Regions from separate parts of the Bicyclus anynana genome. Here region 1 is linked to region 2. Evidence: chromatin contacts called from public Hi-C data. All regions are on one chromosome and are shown on one strand. The core of a region is the stretch at or near the end of the contact, and the rest is flanking DNA. Distances in the headings are between cores, read along the strand shown. Region 1 holds the start of LOC112044399 (solute carrier organic anion transporter family member 74D). Region 2 overlaps LOC112044399 (solute carrier organic anion transporter family member 74D).

The links. Hi-C and Micro-C count contacts between places; a contact is called where the count stands out from the background.
Region 1: a contact with region 2 is called in a Hi-C map of whole larva, with 4 times the contacts expected there. The contact joins the promoter of LOC112044399 here to the enhancer-like site in region 2. A contact is called at or near these places in 2 of 2 Hi-C or Micro-C datasets (whole body and whole larva).

What each region holds. Positions count from the first base shown.
Region 1 is chr1:2,515,069-2,518,332 of ilBicAnyn1.1, forward strand. LOC112044399 (solute carrier organic anion transporter family member 74D) reads right to left here and starts at 1,896. Exons shown (of 11, transcript XM_024080238.2): 1 at 1,536-1,896. It overlaps LOC112044401 (deoxynucleoside kinase), which reads right to left. Exons shown (of 5, transcript XM_024080241.2): 5 at 3,076-3,264.
Region 2 is chr1:2,455,918-2,458,853 of ilBicAnyn1.1, forward strand. The region is part of intron 2 of LOC112044399 (solute carrier organic anion transporter family member 74D); the gene reads right to left. Among protein-coding and RNA genes, the nearest start is that of LOC112044402, 31 kb to the left of the region's middle. Within about 2 kb of position 1,579, at least 4 of the 8 cell types and tissues checked have open chromatin away from gene starts, as enhancers often do.

The DNA of each region.
Region 1 (3,264 bases), core at 646-3,145, 59 kb after region 2:
TAACACCACCAACTTACCAGCAAAGGCTGGTAAGTTGGATGCCACTAAGAATTTCTTTAGCCACAACCAGGACTAGAACACAGCACCAAATGATTCAAAGGCTTATAACTACTGTACCTGCAAGGCAGGGTCTTGTATCCCTTTATAAATTACTAGCTGACGCCGCGCAGTTTCACCCATGTGGTTCCTGTTCCTGTATAAATATGGGGATAATATATAGCCTATAGCCTTCCTCGATAAATGGGCTATTTAGCACTGAAAGAATTTTTCAAATTGGACCCGTAGTTCCTGAGTTGGGATGAGTATGAGATGTGTATAAGGTATTTAAATTATCACCATAACTGCAGCCCAAAGTGGAAATTCTGTATAATAAAGAAGCTTGAAAAATTACTGGAAGTTTCCCACATTAAAGACATATAAGAAATCTATACAGTGTCTTGATGAGAAATCAAATAGCGTAATACCAGTCATCAGAATAAGATTACATATACTAAAGTCATACTGGATGTCTTTAAAATATATTAACTACTTATATCTAATTGTTCTAAGCATATTACTCAAATTTATCTTCATTCATTAAGAACAAGTTAATTATAAATTATTATTAGATGTGAAAGGACTATCAATTTATAGTCACATTTTTAATTTGTTTGTTGGTAAACAGTGCACATTGAGTGTGCACTTCATACATGCATTAAAGTACTGCATACTAAGTTTTTCTGAATGCTTATACAGAAAAAAATCGAATTAGAAAATTTTCCCATTTTGGTTATTTTTCTTACTCGTGCATACCCTAATGCACACTAATGTCTGCCAGTCCTATGAGAAAACACAGGTTGTCTTTTTTTTTGGAAGTTTGGCTCTGAAAATAGTGTGTACCGGGTGCATACAAGACGTTGACAAAAGAAAGTTAGTAGACAGCACATTACAAGGTCTTTGGGGTCTAAGATTTGGTCTCTAACCTATAAGCCTCATAAGAAGGCTCAGAGTCACTCAGCAGGTGATGAAGCAAGCTTTACTTGGAGTTTCTCTTTGTGATAAAATCAGAATTGAGGAAAAAGAACCTAAATCACTGACAAAGCTTAGAGTTGTGAAGTTGAAGTGGCAATAGGCAGGGAACATATTTCTAAGAGCTAGTGGATGTTTGCGGCCGAGGGTGCTAGAATGGCAACCCCACACTGGAAAGCACAGTGTATGACATCTCACTAGATAAACCGAGGACACCAAGCAGGTTGCAGGGAGCCGGTGGATGCTAGCAGCCAGGGAATGTGGTGTTTGGAAGTCTACACAAGAGGCCTATGTTGGGCTAGTGGGTCTCCATCGGCTGATAATGATGATGATGATGACATAGGTGTGTAAGACTGAAACAATCTTCTTTAATGAACTAAACCTTCAGTTTAGGCACGCAAATGTTTTTGAACTGTCATTTTAACATGGTGTAAAGCCAAACGGACTCCCCAGAATAAAAAACTAACTGACTATACAAGGTATTGTACAGTCAGTAAGCTCAAAAGCATCAAAGCATATAGACTTACCTGAAGTACGCTACAGGTGCAGCGATCGAATGTTCATTTAATTATTACTTTTACTTTCTTACAGCCTAGGGGTTGTATCTTTCACAGAAATTCTTCGCAAGGTAACCGCACTAACACCAATTACGATAACAAGAACTAGAACAACACAATAACCAGTAACACTGTGCTCAATATTCACTAATTTCAATATTTGCGCTAAATTACTATTCACTACTTCACTTATTGCAGAATTGAATAACAATTCGTTACCACAACATGAATTCATTACAAATAACGTAATAATGTTTAATTAATAACAAAAGTAAACGAATTGACGTGAATAGAACAATATTTGATCTAAAATGATATTATAATTGTACATAATTAATTTAATAAAAAATTTTGACCTATAAAATTTATTTTTATCGGCATGTAAACACCTGTTTATTTGACATGAGATGTCATGGATGTCATATCTGACTTTGACAGCTGTTTTGAGTTGCTAGATTATTTAAGCAAAACTTGCACATTCTAGTGGAGTTTCACATCAAAATCATCATCAATAATATAATTTTTAAAATAGCTGCTCAAATGTAGACTGGCGAGCTTTGTGTGGTGTGATAAAATGTTTGACCCTATAATAACTATTGTTGAAGTTGACGGCGCCTAGTTCGAACTACTTTAGTATTTTAGCCGAGTAAGCGCAATATTTGGATTTACCGACCAAAAATCATCAATCGTGAATGGAAGTGCATGACCAAAGAACATAATTACTCATAACTATGCTAATGATGAGAATGTCTTGTAAGAAACAAAAATTCAATATTTCAGTGATCCAGGATAGATACAGGCTGCTCGCGTATTCGTATTTCCCATAACTTCAGGGTAGTAACGAGACCACTTACAAGATCCGAACTGCATAACTAATATCTTATTAAGTACAAAAAAAATGCTTACATACTAAGTTATTCAAATAATACCGACTATCCATGTAACATACGCCTTTAGGTAACAAAGCGGCAACGTTGCATTTTAAAATATAAATACGTCACTATTATAAGGATTCTAAGAGACATATTATATGATCTAATTACAAAAGAGATTTACTCCCAAAATGTTCATTTTTGAACACATGTTCCTTGAATTTTGTGAATTAATTTTTGTTAAAGAATGTTACCCTAGAGTTATGGAAAATACTCCCGAGCATTCTGTATATCTAGTTATATAATATTTGCTAACCATTGGACTACCTTAATGAGGCAGTGATAATTATTAGATATATGTAAGGCATTTTATTTGTTGAACGCTTATTTTGCTACACATACAGTACTTACATTTGTATAATTACGACTCTTTCGTGATATTAAAATCGCAACGAAGAAATTTAAAGGAACACGAACCTTTTTTGATGATCATATCCGTGGAAAGTGAAAAATATTAATTTGAATATGGTAACACATTTATTTTTCTTAAAGTTTCACAGACTTAAAAACCATAAAAATTATTCCAAGAGAAAAATGGGAGAATTCATTTTTAAAAATTATAAAAATAAAAAAGGCAATTATGTACATGGAATATTCTTTTATTAAATATGCGTATCGTATGAAAGTACTTGTTTTTTCACTGGTATTTATTTGTCATCTTTATTATCAGAGATTCATAAATATAATTTTGGACCAGCCATCCATCCTTAAAATAGCCAATATTAACAATATTTTTGTACAATTTCAGATTTACAATAATTTATGTT
Region 2 (2,936 bases), core at 329-2,828:
TTCCTTACATTAAATGTGACATTTTTTATGAACTATAAGCATAAACACACAAATAAGTGTATAATAAAAAGATATTAGTAATTTTGTTTGAACGCGCATACAAATCAACGATCACTACATTGCCTATGACGTCATTAGTACGAGCCATTTTGTATGGGGCGTTTTTCAGGGATCCGCGGCAGCGCCGCAAATCTGACTCTTTAAGTCCCTGTAGCTCCGAAAGTAATGATCGCAGATACCCTGTTCCTTTTACAAAATTGCTTTACTATTAGTATACTCTTAATTTATATACAATTTAAAAAACTTTCATCATCCCTATTCAAATATCGCTTCTTTCGTTGATACATAGTAGGTTGATAGGTAACTAAGTAGCGTTGTTTGCCAACACTATATTGGTAACAATATATTTAACAAATAAAAAATATGATACTACATGTAAAAAATCCATCCATCCAATTTAAATGCGAAAGTAAGTTTATCTATCTGTTACCCATTTGCGGCTAAGGCACTGTGCCGCTAATAGATTTGATAAATGGCATTTATCAAATAGGAAAAACCTATGGTGCTGCGGGAGATGTTAATTTCACTCGAATAGAGTCGCCCCTATGAATTAACATGAGCTCGCTCAGAACACGTCAATGCACAATATACATGTGAGTTTTTTTACATAATAGAGTTTCAGTAGGTAGGTACTAGTATTAAAAGGTGACTTTGTAATAATTCTTGAACAACATTAATAAAAGTTAGAAAAATCATTCGCCGAGATCAACTAGAAAATTGTTTCTGTCGTTTACAAAACTATTCGAAAGTATAGTAAGAAATAATAAGAGGTTTAAATAAAACTTAACACATGTTTGGCGCAAAATTTTACTTGCACGTGTGTAATCTCTTGATTACACACTAAATAACATTTTGCAAACATGCCATTTAAGTGAGTGAGTTAAAAGTTAATAAAACAGAAATGATACGTTCATTACGTAACACAGTCTTAATTTCGCAACGACCATTCTGTACAAGACCGAATTAAACATGCAACCCATCAATCCCTTAGCATGCCACGTTGATTGAATTAATTCAAGGAAACGCATTATTGGTGAGTCGCCTCTGTAAATATTAATAGCAGTAATGAACAACTCGGAGGCTGGTATTATGTAAATTGATCTGGATACTGGCACGCATAATGAAGTATCTAACGATTATCTCAATAGACTTGCAAGCTAGGAAGGCTAATTGTACAACATGCAACGCAGGGCGTCAAATCATCGCAGGAATTACGGCCGTCTAAAGACCTCGTTAAACAACCACATTCTCGCGGCAACAGGCGAATTCCGACCGACAAACTCCTAGAATTAGAGCTACATCTCACACGGCATTATCTCCAACTATAATCAATAAAGGCCCAGCGTGTTTGAAGGGAAAATAAAATAATTGGCGGGGTCGATGACTGAATAAATATCTGTCCCACTTTTTCGTGTTAAATTGAAAGTTATAATAAAAAAAGAAGTTACAAAGAACCGCCATAGGGTGAGTGACCGAAAAACAATCAAGTACTTAGGTCCCAAATGTAATCTTTCGCCGAAATCGACTGCGACGCTTGCCAAAAATCGAATCGGGCGCGTTTGGCTCACGCGCACTACGGCGAAAGGAATATAAAATGTACGATCACATTATCAGCGTACGTCTCCGCAATGAATAATGGCCCGAGAACCGTTCTCCAAAAAAGTCGGCGGCTCACTGCAGTTTTTTAATCATAAGTACTCTTAAATGCGTACCAAAGTATCTGAAATTGCATCGAACGAACGGTTAAAGCGGGTTGTGTTTTAATTTTTATTTTAATTATAGATTAAAATTGTCCGAGCGAGATTTGCATTCCCCGCAACTCATTTCGGTATCTGTTTCGCAGCGGGCGCCGGTTCCGGTAAATCATTAAGAGCATGCAATGCGCTGAATACCTCTGAATTAACACCCAACACTGTCAAAAATGACGAAACGCGCCATTAAGCATATACGTAATTCGTTTTTGGACGTAAAAACTGAACGACAATAAACGCAGATTCATTAACCATTGCGAAAATAAACGTACGAGTCGCATAAGTCCACCTGTTTACTGCGAGTGCAATATAAAATTGCAGTGGCTATACTAAAGATATAATATCTCTATTTTTTTAAATATAAATTGATGACTAAAGTATTTTATATCTTTACACGTACGCGAGTTCAATACACTCGCTACCATAAATCATTGTTAACCGATTTATCAAAGGAGCTTCCCGTATATGTACTTACTTGGATTTGGACGTCCAAGATCTTCTTTATTATAAAAATATTGATCCGATTTGGATTGGCATTTGTTATTTTAAATGCGTGTTTTGCGGTAAATGTTAGGTTAAAGATTTGGTGTTTTAATTCTCTTTAAATGAAATTTTTATAATTCACCACAAAGTCTTAGATTAAGGTAGGCAATTTAACATTTATACATGTGACTGAATGCGTATCGTCATACGTTTTAAAAACGCCTACATTGAAGAAATTAGACGATAGTCTTCAGGTCTGTTAAAAACATACACAATCTTAAAGACATACAAACGAACAAAATTTCACAATTTTAATATTAATAGGTTAATGTAAACCTACTTTTATAGCAGTGGCATGCGCTAGGATAGTAACTAGGTAATTGAAAATTCCTTCTCCAATAACAATTACTTCGTAATCGTCCTCAGGTTAGGCAGTGAACTTTTGCATCTCTGTTTCTGTTTTATTTTTTATGTAAACATTATTCAAATCATCAGCATAATTTATAGATATTTCAGATCATTATCTTCAAAAATATGATACTAAGCTGAATCTGAATAATAATAATTTGCTGTTTTTTCTGTTGTTCTGTATTAACATAACAAATGCATACAAAATGGTCCGACAACAAACAGTATCGCCAC